2 separate regions of the Mus musculus genome follow, and region 1 is linked to region 2. Evidence: chromatin contacts called from public promoter capture Hi-C data. All regions are on one chromosome and are shown on one strand. Each heading gives the region's core, a stretch centred on a gene start, on an enhancer-like site or on the middle of the called end of the contact. The rest is flanking DNA. Distances are from core to core; before and after follow the strand shown. Region 1 holds the start of Alx1 (ALX homeobox 1). Region 2 holds the start of Kitl (kit ligand).

Region 1 (7,380 bases), core at 2,200-4,699, 3.0 Mb after region 2:
TTCTCTGGCATCCCTTTCACGGGAGACATCCTGAGATTGTTGCAGTTATCCATTGCTCTATTCAGCTCGGTGTGAAGGGGCTGTCCTTCCACTTTGGTGATTCCATAGTTCACTGTACTCGGGAAGGAAAACAGCGATACTCAGGGTGGTGAAACATACTTTGATGAAGCAATTAGTGTGAAATAATTTAGAGCATCAGAAAATAATAACAGCTAATGATTTATTTTGCCAGTATTAATTCTATCATCACATGATGTGCAATGCATTATTAATTCACTGTGGATCGGATTTAAAAAGAGTTCTAAACGTGTACGTGAACTCAGGACTTGTCAAAGTCCACAGATCTATTTTATATGGCTAATGTACTGTTTATGCATATAGTTTATAATCAAATTAAAATAGTCAAGGGAAAATTTGCTCCAGACTTAAAAAAAATCTAAACAGCCATGACTTTTTAAATATGGATGTACAAAACTTATAGCATATACATCTTTTTACATATGACAAAATTAAAGTCCTTCTGGTCTTCAGAAAAAATTTACTTCAAATTTAAATAGTATCTCTCTCCCAGTACCACCCACATCTTACAAAACAAAGCTGTGCAGAGACTGCAATGAGGTATGAATCCATTACATTGTACACATTCTAGTTCAATGAGTTAGTCGTGACTGAATTTAAGTTTTCTTCAGAAAGAGATCTACTATTTTTTTAATCCTTATCAAGTTCTGAAAGTACCTTTTACTAGAAAAGTATAAGATTTAAATACATTTCTTTACATTAAAAACGACTTCCATTCCTTGAAGACTTTATACTTCCGTTTAACTAGTGCATAGTTAGGACAATATATATATATATATATATATATATATATATATATATATATATATATATATATTGTTTACTCTAGGTACGCTTAGAAATGAAAAGCACAAAAATACAAAAATAAACAAGATAAAATTTAAAACAACAGTTTGCATTCTGTCAAGAGTTATGTCAATTTTAATAATTTACTTGAGATCGGAGTTCAAGCTTGCAGCATGACAGGAAACATATATTGCATCATAAAAATTTACAGACAGATACAACGAACATAAGGAAATAGTGCAGTTTGGGCTTGTGTTGTTGTTGTTGTTGTCGTTGTTTTGTAAGAAAAACAAAGTTAACCCAACCAGAAGAGTGATTTCCCAGGACTCATCTATTCTTATTTGCTTCTTTAAAAGAGGGTGGGGGGTGGTGGGGGGGAGGGGGATTCCTCTTAACTGTTTGAAGAACCTTTTTATGTGTTCCACGAATACATTGAATTTTATTGTCTACATAACATATATTGCACATCGATTTTATGCAAAGGAGGATGTGCTGTAAAAATAAATATGAAGACAGCTATGACTGATCAACAATAAGGTTTTGTCTTCGCAGACAAGAGTTAAAACCCGGGAACTGCGGCAATTAGAGGGGGGAGGGGAAGCCGCAAAGACGCTGGGGGCAGGACTGGAGAAAGACCGCTTTTTCTTCAACGTAGCCGATAACCATCCTTGTTCATTTTATTCCATATTTTCCAGTTAAAAATTCTTCCCAACAGGGTGATGAACATTTAAAAGTAAATGAAGCACTCCAAACCAATCACCATTCCTCTTTTCCTTTTCCCCGACAATTTAAAGCACGGTGGGGTTTCTCTAGCAGTTAACGCAGGCCACTACAAAACCATTTGTAAAAATCCTGTCAGTTCAAATAACTTCAGGCACGCATCTAAGAGAGCCGAAAACACTTAACACCACCGAAATGAAGCCAGGAAGCCAAAAAGTTCTTGTATGTAATATTGGTTGTTCCAGTCTTTCCAAATAAACGATTGAAATCCACTAAAAAAAAAACACGGGCATTTATTATGTGCATTTTTTGTTCTAACCGGCCAAGTCAAAAGTCGCCCTCTGCACTGAATAAAACGAGTAGAATGTGAGATTCGTTTAAAATCTGTATAGAGTGTTGTGCGAATCAGCTCCCGAAAGTGAAAAGGTCTTGCCAGATTTTTGAACCTCCATTAAAATAGGGGGCGGTGGCTTGTTGTAAATATTTCACACTTAATTCGTTTGTTGTTTTAAAGCGCCCCGCTTCTTTCCTTGCCATTTAAGGGCGGCGTATACACCATGATAAGGAAAAGTCCTCTTAGAATCATAAACCTGTTTTAACTGTCGGGATGTGAAATGATAGGGATTGCACTGGGCTACAAGATAGAAAAAGATAGATGGTTTGTTTTGATAACATTTTGACTTGGAGATAGTCTGGCATTCAGAGTTGAAGATTCTGTCCAGAAACACTCCGAAAGGCTCCTTAGGTGACATTTTATGTGGAAGAAGAAAAACAGACAATGCAGAATCCCCAAGTGAGTGGTTTTTATCCGGAATGCTTTGCCCAAAAGCTAAAATGATTAGGTTTTTTACCAAAATGTATGTTTGCTCATCACAAACGCAATAAAGAAGTAAAGAAAATCGGCAGAAACTTAAGTTCACACAAGCTAATATATATATAGCAACAGAGAAATACAATAAAAATGTCGTCACTCCTAGGACATTAAAAACGGTTTCGTAGCTTCCCACTCATGCACACATAAAAGAGCTCAAAGATTTTGGTTTTCCTGACCACTATGACATCTAGTGATGGATTTCACATCCCCGAGCCCCGGCATCCTGGAGGGTTCACAGCGGTGGTGCGGTATTTTAACTCAATTATGACTTATTTGGAGTCCTGTTAACCTACACTGTGATCCTGGTCAGATCCTTCTTGTCCAGTTGTGAACTCTATCCGAAAGTGAAATAGAATCCGGCAGGATTTAGCTCTGGACCCCGGCCGGTTGCGGGAGTCCCAGAGTGCGCGGCGCCCGGTCCCCAGCAATCTGGATTCCTCTTGCCACATTTCTTTACTTCGACCCGCACCGTACCTCACTTCGGGGAAGGATGGCTGAGACTGGGGCTCAGTTTGGAGCCCTGGTCAGGCCGCTAGGGAGTAGGGATTAGGATGGGGTTGGGGGCTGGAGGTCAGCCGGGGTGCTGGTGACTTACCGCTGCTGTCCTGACAGGGCGAAGTCCTGTCCAGGCGCACGTGATGCTCCGCTCGCGGCAGCGGCCCGAAGGCCTGCACGCATTTGCCAGCCGTCGCTTTGCCGTAAAAGGACTCATTGTCCAGCGTCTCCATAACGTGCTCCAACGCGCCTCCTGTGCCCATGTAAAAGTCACTGTTTTTACTTGGCGGGCTCTTCAGGGCAAACTTCTCGCTCAGAAACTCCATAATCCTGGAAAGGCTGTCCGCGAGCTCTCCGGGGCGTGCGGAGGCTGGAGGGCGCGGAGGGAGGAGGGAGCAGTGGGCGGGAGTAGGGAGGGTCAGAGAGGAGGGAAAGGGGAAGCGAGACCTGCGACGCCAGGAGCTGCCCAGCTCCCAGACTCTTAATACGTCCCGGCTGCAGAAGGGGCACCCGAAGTTGCTTTTATATCTTGAAACTCAGCTGGGCTCCTCCGGCAACCTCCCAGTCCTAATGAATATGAAAATAGGCAAGGACTAACTCCACCCCAGGCCCCCTCCTCCCCCACCCCACCCCCATCTTCCCTCCTTACCCAGGGTAGGGCGCGTCCCCGGCCTAGTTCAGACAGACAGTTCCATTTCAGACAAATGCCAGGAGAGACAAGGACACCCAGAATCGTAGTCGCCTCGACAGTGGGACTGGCATTGCCGAGGAGCCTGGTGAGAACGCAGAGCGGTTAACGCTCCACTCCCAGAGGCCTTGCCGGGCCATCTCCCCCACCCCCGCTACCCCCCACCCCCACTCCCCCAACACCCGCTGTACACCCCGCCCCCACCCCAGCCACTCACTCCCAGAAGATTTAGAGGCATCTTAAGAACTTGAAAGGAAGTATTGCTCTAAAGAGCTTTTATTTCATCCGTAAATCGTTTACATGGAAGATCCACATTAATCTGAGCCCAAGACGCCGGATACAGCGGCGGCTGTTAACCGGCTTGCTGGAGGTAAAGGGGCCGAGGTTGCCTCTAACCTAAAAGGCTGGCGTCGTGGCGGCCGCAGCGCTCTCCCTTACAAGGCCCTGGCCTTCTCGTTTGCTGTCGGATGCACCGGAGTAAGGATGCAGTGGCATCTAACGGAATGGAAGGTTGAGGGAGAGTCTTTGAATATTTGATTTTACCAATACCAAACAATAACCACCTCATTCTTGGTCCACACGAATCATTAGGACAAAATGTATTGTTGTTGTTGTTGTTATTATTATTACTATTATTGAAAATTCATAGAGACAAGTGGCCCTGAAACCCCTTTCTTAGTGGAGGTCAGAGGAACTCATCACGCAAAACAGCGTTGGGAGATGAATGCGGTCAGAGTGTTTTAACAAAAGTTGTACTATATACAGGTTTCAAGAGTTGGGGCGGTGCCTTCGAAAAGAGTGTTGCAGAAGCTAGTGGCTCCGCGGACTGGGGTTGGACTCACAGTTGCGGACCCAAAACCCTTCCTTGGTCCAGCTGACCGGGATGCTAGCGAAGGTAAAACGGCGCTTTGGAGATGAAAACCATTCTGCTTGGCCTTGTGCCCCACTTCAGCTTCTGAGGAGCCCGAGGCGTCTGAGGCGGGGGAGGGAAAAAAAAGAGTTCCTTGCCTTGGGCACACTCAAGAAGCCATTTGCAATAGATCAGCCAAGCTTGCAAATTTGGTGAAACTCCCCTACAAATTATGGACAAGGGAGGTCTCTGCCCACCGATCCTGACATAACCTTCCTCTCTCACCACAGAGGCCTTCCACAGCGGCTGCCCCTTTTCTCCGGGTTACGTTGGCAATTACAGCAGAGCCTTAGTCACTTCGGGTAACCTCGCCGCTGCGGGTGGCCTAGCCCTTTTCAGTCGGGTGTCTGTCCGCCAAGGTTCGGAAATTTCCACATTCTTCTTCGTCCTCGATCCACAGGTGGGACCCTCATTGACGCCCGACCTGGACACAGCTTGCGAGCAAAGATCCCAGGCACAATGTTCTGCACAACTGTTGCTTAGCACTGCCCCAAAGGCGGGGCTGCCAGTGAAAAATGAAGATTCCATCCGACAGGACCTGAGAAAAAGTGTCAGGAGCAGCAGCCATGTTCACCCGGTTCACCACATTTCCTCCCCAAGAACGGACCCTTTGCTGAGCTACCACCAATTGACACCGTTTTGCCTTTTAACGGGTTCTATGATATTTTTAATTGTTTTCTCCGGAGCCTTGAGATAGCACCATCAACAATGAACTGACGAACTTCCAAGAGTGCGGGGGGGGGGGGGGGGGAGGTTAAAGAAAAGCAGGGACTGTCCTGGGCTCTAGCGGAAGGGGAGTCAGGGCTCTAAGATGGGCATTCTCCGAAGTGCGAGGCGTTGCTTGCTCCACCTTCTCTGGGGTGGCCTGCAAGTGGGGAGGAAAAACCCAGGAAATGTGTGCATCAAGTTTGCTTACAAAGAGAGAAGCTGTATTCTTCTTGACCCTTTATCAGATTGTTCCTGGTGGAAGGTAGACTGAGTTGAGTTGGCCACTCATTCCTTGTTAGCTTGGTCAGTTTGCAGGATCTCCCTTTTAAATCTATCTTACCTCTAAATATTCTGAAAGTCTGCTTTGCCCTAATAAACGCGAGAAAGAGGAAAGAAACAAACAACCTTTGATGGGTCTTTCAAATATTCACAGCGGCAAGCGCTCCTATGACTGATGAAGAACTATGCAGAGAATTCTCAGTTATAAACGTAGCTATGTCATGGAGCTTTGTCTGTCTGTTTATAAATATGCGTTTTAGGAGCCCCAAATTCCCTGAAAAACATTCGGTGTCTTTTAAATCAAAGACATATGATACAAGCTCTCCAGCACTTGTATACCAATAGACTAGGTCCGATTTAGGGGGAAACTTCTGTGTAGTCCGGGTCAACTGCAGCTTCGGAAGCCTTTTCCACCCCATTACCCAAACCCACTTTTGACCGAAGTGGTTTCAGGGGTGGGGTCCAAGGTGTCACCCACCCACTTCAGATCCCGGAAACCTCCTGAAAATTCAAATCTATTACACGGAACCCCCTTGCGTTTTGTGACATGTAACCACATGAGCCCATAACAGAGGCAACAGTTAATGGCAAACTCCCATAACGAATGCATAATCTGCAGGTTTTGGCAAGAAGCTGGGTCTTTGGTTGCCAAGAGTTGCATTAAATAAATTTTGAGGGGTTGAGATAGAGTTTATAGCAATGACACAGCCCTAGCCAGTTGAGCATTAATATTAAATTTAGGATACTAATTAAGGCAATAATAATTGAATGGTTTCTGGAAATCACAAAGAAGTGGAATCGACTGGGAGGTCACTGCACCTGGGCTGCGCTGGCCTGATGTTTTGGGACATAACACCAAATATAGACTGAAATACTTGGATAAGTGCTCTCCTATATATGTAGAACCAGCATGCCACCCACTCAGTTTTTAAAATTAGCTGCTACTTCTAGTTTTTGCACCATCCTAACCCTTCCTGATTTTTAACCACCTAAAGTAAGCGGTCAACTGGGAAGGGGGAAGAACCAGTTAAGTATGAAGTAAGGTGGCTTTTTTTTTCCCTCTCAGCCCCAGCCTGTTATTTCAAGCTTCCCACTTCACTTAACAGTTCTGCACATACTTTGCACTTCACAAACCTTGTGATCTAAAGTCAGGATTCTCTTCCTTCTTTTTACTTAACCCAATCTGTCAAAACTTTTTCTTATCTGCTTTTTTTTTTCACGTTTGAATTTTGAGGGTAGTGTATCCACAGAGATTAAGGGACATTTCTTTTTTTTTAAGCCTGAAAGCATGCCGGACATCTCAGGATTCCAGCCCTCTGGGATCCCTGGGAGTTTCATAGCCTTTGCAGGAGTCTCAGCACCTGCAGAGGACTTCAGGGTGGAGGACCAAGAGATCTGGAGAGGGGTAGGAGGAGTCTTTGGGCTAAGGCCTTGGCTGTTTGCTCCTCTGGTGATTAAGATCTGTCTGGTCGGCTAAAGCATTCCTCTGCTTACAAACACGGAGAGGGAATTTCGTGGAGAAGATTGCTCCCTTCGCATGTCACACCTAATATTGTTCCTGCAGCTGGCAGTCTCCCATACAGACATGTGATTTGGGTGTTTTTGAAGTTTTGCTTGCTTTCCCTTTAAGGAATGAATATCAAAATAAAATCAAGAGCTAAAGCTATTTGAAAATTCTATTGAAATTATTATTTTACACTCTTCTTCAGGAGTACCAAATTAGAAGTTTAGGTGGGTGATTTACCAGAAAGGGCAATTTGACTCATTTCACTTAGAAAGAGAGAGAGAGAGAGAGAGAGAGAGAGAGAGAGAGGGAGGGAGGGAGAGACAGACAGACAGAGA
Region 2 (7,135 bases), core at 1,226-3,725:
TATTTTTTATATTAATTTTGATAAGGAGATTTATACAGAAAACATTTAAATGTCTATTTGAAATCACTTATATTCTGCTGATCTATTCTATTATTGAATATACTTTTTAGCATATATTCACATTATAAACAAACTCAGCATTCTGTAAACCATGAACCTAATAATGTCATCTCAGGGCTTTTGTGGTTATAAATGCCTGGCTTTGAATCTTAGAAACAAGTTCTTACAGCCTACAGGTGAATCATACGGAAAATCAAATTCCCTAAAAATTCATTAGATCTCAAGGCAAACTGTAGGATAAAAATCCTCTGTACATACAATGGGTATTTGATTCTGTCTGACAAACCAAAGGCACACTGAAGGGGTTGTACACTGAAGGGGCAACAGTATCAGACAGGAGCCCTTACTTTAAGAGTTTCCAATGTGATTATAATTGGTACCATTTTAGCCTTCTTGCTTTTTCTGGTCAAAATGGTATGCTGCACCGTTTTTTTTGTTGAGGGGAAAAATCAGTGGTATGATATTTTTAGCTTTTCTTCTGGTCTCCCACACCAAAATGTAATAATCTTGTAACTGAAGGAATTACTGTTCTAGTTGGGAGCTCGCAGCACAGACTTCCCTCCACAAAGTTGCAGATGAGTGCAGCAGACAGGATATCAGCTCCAAAGTAGCCATGTCCTTCCTCGTGCTTGGCATCTGTTATATATGCTCCCTAGCACTTCCGTCAAGAATCCAGGATTCAGATTGATAAACAATTGCCTTTAAAGTGGGACATATTTTTTTCTGGATCACCAATCATCAGGTAAACCAATGCAATTTCCCAATCCCTTAGAAGTGGCACAGGGAGGCAGACCAGTAGGTAAGATTGGTCTGATAGGAGACTTAGTTCAACATTGCTGGCTTTGAAGATAAAGGTGGCTGTGAGTGTAGGAACCTGGGCAGCCTTCAAAGCTGGGAAAGGCAAGGAAATGAATTCTCTCACTCAGCCTGCGGAGAGGAATGCAGTCTTGGCAACAGCTGGTTTTCCCTCAACAATAGCCATTTTGGACTTTTGACCCTCAACAGTAAGATGAACATGTGACCATTTACAACATTTATTCTGAGTTAAATTCTCGCAGCACAAGTAGGCAACTAGCAAAGGGAGTTTGGCATATTAACTTTTTGTTTTGTTTGTTTTTTAACAATGGCAAGTGAGCTTCTCAAACCAAATTTGGAATACTCCTCTCTTATAAGAATGACTGGACAGCATACTTGTTCCAAAAAATTACTGATGGGGATTTGAGGCTAATATTTTCCTTATAAAAATAACAAAATGCCTTTTCGTTTTCCTCAATTACCTTTAAAAATATTGAAGGGCTTCGAGAAAAAGAACATTCTTATTTGGCATATTATTTTTTTTTTAGGGCAGTATGTCCAAGGTTCTGGATTTGAATCACAACTCTCGGGGTTTTTTTGGGGGGGGGAATTAACCTCTTGAGGCTATTTCTTAATCTATAACATGGAAAACACACACACACACACACACACACACACACACACATGCACGCGCGCGCACACACACACACATACTCACTCACTCACCAGGCACACACTAGGCCTATGGGCAAAAGAGATAATTTATGAATAGTTCTTGCACAACACCTACTACGTAATAAAAGATCCATCACATAATGTTATGAGATGTGTTACTATGGCCATTGTTCGCTTTCTGATTTTTACAAACTTTCCTAATCTGAAAGTGGACCTTTCAAAACCCTTTCTGTGAGAACAACCCGCAGTTAGTAAGCTATCTTTTTCTTTCAATTTTGTTTTCCAAAGGCTCTGTAGTAAACTGTTGAAAACAGCATCTCCTTTAGTACCATTTAATCCTGAGTCACTTGTTTTCTCACTAAAGTAACTGAGGAGAAACAAAAGGAAAAAGGAAAGGGAGGAAGGAAGAAGGAAGGAAAGAAAGAAGAGAAAGGAACGGAACAGAAAGGAAAAGAAAAGAAAAGAGAAAAGAAGAGAAGAGAAAAACTAGCTAAGACAATGGGATTGTAATTAAACTTTTTTGGTTGTTGGTTCTATTTCCCTGAGGCGAGGTAGGGGAAAAGAACCAAGTGAAGTCTATCCGACCACGCGGCTCCTGAGCCAGGACCCTCTCCACTGTGCGCGGTGCAACGAGGGTACCCGGACAGTGCTGGTGAGCTTGCTGCGGACTGGGGAGCCGGGCACAGGGCAGCTACTGCAGGTTGCTCAGCGGCATCCGAGACTCCCGGTGCCTCAGGGACTCTGGCCAGTACCCAGACAGGGGACGCACCAGGCTCGATCGGTCCAACCTCTGGGAAGATCCCCGCCCTTCAGCGCGCTCCCGGGTCTCCCAGCCTGGACTCGGTGCGCGGCTCTCCTCCCCGAGGCTCCGGAAGGGAAGGAGGCGTGTCCGGAGCTGGCGGGCGGGCGGGAGGGAGCTGTATAAAAAGCGCTGGCGGCGCAGCAGCCGGGGCTTCATTTGCTGTCTGTCACCGGGACCGAGAGTGCCGCGGGAAAGCAACGGCCAAGGACGGGGCGCTGCGTTCGAGCTACCCAATGCTGGGACTATCTGCAGCCGCTGCTGGTGCAATATGCTGGAGCTCCAGAACAGCTAAACGGAGTCGCCACACCGCTGCCTGGGCTGGATCGCAGCGCTGCCTTTCCTTATGAAGAAGACACAAGTGAGTAGGGCACGCCCGGGAGGAGCTCGGAAGCTTTCCAAGAAAATCGCTCCGGGAGCCCCGGGGAGCCCGGCGCGCTCTGGGACCGGCAACCAGGCCATGTGGGGCTGCGCCCTCCCGGTGAGCCAGGAGGGTGTGGGAGAGACAGGCGTGGTGTGAGAGCCCGAGCCGCCGCCCCAGGGGTGAGCCCGGGAGCTGGGGAGAGCCAGGGCTGAGAGTGAGCCTGTGGCAAGTTTGCAGCCGCAGCTGCGAAGTTTGAAGCTGTCAGTGGCAAACCGCCGATGCAGGCTACGCTTCCTCCGCCTGGGTGTTGGAGTTATCACCGGGAAGGCTTGGGTTTCTTATTTAATTTTTTAATTTTTTTGGACCGGAGGTCTTTCCCCGTGGATTCGGGGAGATTATGAAACAGCTTCCCACGCGCCACCCTCGCTCGCTCTCGCAGGCAGATTTATCTGTGCAGTCCCCAGGTGGGCGCGGGACGCGGTGCGGACGCGGGCTCAGCCGCTGGAGCGAAGCCAACCCAGAGCTCCTAGGCGGCAGCGCCAGGCGGGGTGCAGAACCTGCCCGGCAGGCGGGGAAAACTTGGCAGCCTGCGGTGTCGGCCGGGTTCACAGCTCTGGGTGGGCCCTCCAGAAAGCTCTAGATGGAGTAGTAGTACTTCCACACTGCATGACAAGACAACCTCTCCCATTACAGAACAGCAAAAGTTCTTTTCTTCTTCTTCTTCTTCTTCTTCTTCTTCTTCTTCTTCTTCTTCTTCTTCTTCTTCTTCTTCTTCTTCTTCTTCTTCTTCTTCTTCTTCTTCTTCTTCTACTCCTCCTCCTCCTCCTCCTCCTCCCTCTTCTTCTTCCTACTTCTCCTTTTTTTTTTAATGTGCACCTCCTAAAGATAGTTATTGAGATAATGCCCAGGGTCTCTAAATTGCGCTTTATGCATAAAACATAGCCCGGGGGTACAATTATGTCTTTTCTTCGTTGACGGGGGAGGGTGTATGTGTGGAAAGAGCCACTGTAGTAATTCTTTCTCCTCTATAGTTCTTTCTACCCTCTACCCTCGCGGTTGCTACCTCTTCATGGTTCTTCCTTTCTGAAGTGTTCTGTCTGCAGCAGGTTGGGTAAAGCTGTTCTTTCAGGTGCCCTGCTCCCTCCATTCTATAGGTGATGTAAATTTCTGAAATGTATGGAAGGGGATGGGATGGGAGGTTTTGTGCTCATTTTCAGCATTGATGAAGGCATCAGTGTGTTGGAGGTAATTTATTAAATTACTCATAGGACGTCTTATTTTAAATAGCTATCTAGGCTGGGATACCGACCCATGAGGAAACAGCAAGAATAAAGCACCTTTTCCTGGCTTGGAAACAGATAGGGGGAGGGAGCATGGCCTGGCATCCTGGAGGTGTTCTGCTTAGAGCAGCTGCCCTGAGTCAGGCTCAGGAGAAAGGGAAGGCAGGTATCTGGCCCTGCGTGCAGGTTAGTTTTACCCCAAAGCATCACACCTCAAATCCCTGCTCTTGAAATGAGGATGTTAAGGGTTTCTGCAACAAAGAAAAGTTTCGCCGTGATTGCTTGGTGTGTACATGCCTTCTGCTTGGTGGAATAATAAACAAGGGTGGGGTACCTATTCCTTTTTTTAAAAGTAGCATCCGCTCACATGAATAATGGTGGCGGCTCTGAGTGCAGCAGCCTCTGGTACAGGAAGAGAGTCCAACCAAGTCTTCTTATTTAAACAAGAAAACAGGAGACGGACAAGGTTAATGTCCAACACGCCAAAGCAGAGAGCAGTTGAGAGTCAGTAGGATTGATGATCCCTGCGCCCTCTTTGCAAAACGAGCGCGAGCCCTGTAATCTCTTTTCCCGCTTTGATTAAATGGCTGTGTAAATAGGATTACATGGAATAATTCCATTGAAAACTAGAAAGAGGTCGATCTAGCCCGAAACACTGTGGAGGTGGCAGCAGTAGTGACTCAGTGCTGCCGACCAGAGATATTTGAGACAGTTAAGTATTTTAGAAATGTGACCTGTTTGGACCAAGTTAAAGTGCAGGCCCTTTGGGGGGGGGCATGCTGCTGATAAAGGGTTTGTAGGCAAAAAGAGGGCAGTGCTCTTATTGAATGGAGGCATTCATTGTGTGGAATCTAATGACCTTCAAGGTTTCCTTTAAGGCTACTTCTAGAAATTCACATTCTTGTCCCTGAAAAAGAAGACACTGGAAAGAGCTCAAAAAAATCAATAAAATAACCCATTGCAGTGAGGGAGGGGGTTACATTCTCTTTCCTATGGTCAAATCTCCTAATCCAAGAGATGCAAAGAAAATTTCTGGGCCACTCTGAATGTGTAGAGAGAGAATAGTGTAAGGGAACTGGACACAAGCAAGATCCAGACTTCTTTGCTTTTAAAATCTGATGTTATCTCTGCCTGAGAGGAGAATCTATTGTTACAAAATAGTCTACTGTAAATATGGGATCAATACCAACTTCCCTTATAACCCCCACCCCCGTTCAATATGCTTTTCATTACCCAGTAAATACAAAATAATGAAATGTTAATATTTTAAGGGATTTTAATTTAAATTTGATAGCTTTGAAAGAATAATGGGGACACCGGGACATTTTGAGCCTTCAGTCAAGCTAAGTAAGTGTGAAAATTCCATCAGCAGCCACTTGGGGCTTGATGGATGACTCTTTGATTTACTTTAGCACCAGGGATGGACTTCAGTATTTGGGAAATAAGCACACAAGTCCCAAGGAGCAACGGGGGGGGGGGGGGGGGGGGGCAACAATGTATGTCTTAAGTTTGTGATGCCGAATGCGTTTTGTATTTTTGAGATTTCTCTTTGTGTCTGTGTGTGTGTGTTTCCAAATTGTAGGAATTTATGGTATCTAAAAAAAACTGTGACTCTGGCTTAGAAACAGCTAGCAGCTACTTATTAGGATTCTAATCGTTACATTACAATTGAGAGGCCATCCTGTAGTGCCGGTGGCCATTTACGTAAAAGTGCAGTCAGCAGTATGTGCTCATGATCATGACTGCTGTGCTTACATTTTTTTAGTTTCCCCACAGGTTTCCAGAGTTGTGGTGAGTGCCGTCAGTCTCAGAAATAAGGAGACAGGAAAGATCTGTCTTGAAAACAATGCAGAAAAGGTCTATTTCAGGAACACTGAAGCTCCCAGAAAAGAAGCAAATAGAATTTTAGCTTTTACTATACTAGAAAAAAAAAATCCTTTTTTTTTTTTTTTTTTTTTTTTTTTTTTGTCGATGAAGTATTTGTCACGTGGGTGACAACTGTGGTTACTCTATAGAAAAATTAACATATTTGTGAAAAGAGCATTTGAACATCTTGTCCCTGCAGTCACTCAGTTTGCAGTGCGTGTTTCCAATGGTTCTAATTTATGTGGCTTTTAATTGATACGTTCTGCCAAGACTTTCAGACTCAAGTGCTAAGTCGATTACGTTTCACATAAAACAGGGAAAATAACCATATGGAAATCTGAAAGTCAGTGCCAAACCAATTAAAATTGCTAAATTTTATTTATGTCTAACTGTTTGATGGGAAGATAGCGAATTGTGAGCGCACGTTTGTTCTTTAATGACAGGTGACTGATTGATCGAAATCTTACCGCTGCCTTAAGTAACATTAGAAATCAAATCGCTGCCAAAATAGCTAGTCTTTCAGCTTTGGACGTTTCTTTCATGTTTCTTATCCTACCTCTCCCTGTTGGTGGAGCACTAAAATATGCTCAGTGGGAGGACTCTAGTGAAGACTTAAGCTGATGCCTGTTTTACCACTTGTGACACAAACGACCTTAGGCAAACGGTAGCTCCGTATTTCCGTTCTGTTATCTGTATGATGTTTGTGAAATAGTTATAAAGATGTCTCTCAGATGGTGGCTGAAAGGACTCCTGGGAATAAACAGCTCTGCCCCTGCACAGTAGCTCACTGGTATTACAGTGTGAAATACATTCCCCAGAAGGGAACTGCCTTTCCACCAGCTTAAAAGCCAGAGGAAAATGACCTCTAAGGAGCAAAGCAGAGAGCAAGCTCTTCTAAATCTGGATCCTTTAATTCAGTGCCTGGCCTTCATTACAAGCTGAATGTCTGATTAGCAGTTTTCCTTAACACAGGGCCAAACTAGGAGTTGTGCAGAAACTAGGCTGGTGTGCGGGACCCGAGAATGGGAGGCTCTCTGCAGTTCTATTTCAAGTTGGAAGTACAACAGTGGAGAACTAGGGGGCCAAACAAAAGAGGGAGGGCTCCCTTGATTTACTTTCCTGTTTGTATGCTTGTGCTAAGTTCGTCCTCTGCAGTTCTGAGGTCTGTCTTTTTTTAGACTAAGAAGAATTGGCCAGCCTATCCCTGCTCTTGGACTTGCTCTTCTAATTAAGGGTACACATCCCTTTCTTCTTTGTTGTTTGAACCCATTGACAGTCAGTGGTCTTTCCCCTTCG

The links. Promoter capture Hi-C pulls out the DNA fragments that hold promoters and counts their contacts.
Region 1: a promoter capture Hi-C map of cranial neural crest shows a contact between it and region 2. The contact joins the promoter of Alx1 here to the promoter of Kitl in region 2. A contact is called at or near these places in 2 of 39 promoter capture datasets (cranial neural crest and hippocampal neurons).

The regions. Positions count from the first base shown.
Region 1 is chr10:103,025,328-103,032,707 of GRCm38.p6, forward strand. Alx1 (ALX homeobox 1) reads right to left here and starts at 3,450. Exons shown (of 4, transcript NM_172553.4): 1 at 3,054-3,450; 2 at 1-112. The coding sequence starts at 3,279. It overlaps Gm34298, which reads left to right and starts at 3,658. Exons shown (of 4, transcript XM_006514426.1): 1 at 3,658-3,729; 2 at 3,874-4,011; 3 at 4,407-4,536; 4 at 4,782-7,204. The coding sequence starts at 3,658. The coding sequence ends at 5,248.
Region 2 is chr10:100,013,346-100,020,480 of GRCm38.p6, forward strand. It overlaps Kitl (kit ligand), which reads left to right and starts at 2,476. Exons shown (of 10, transcript NM_013598.3): 1 at 2,476-2,690. The coding sequence starts at 2,676.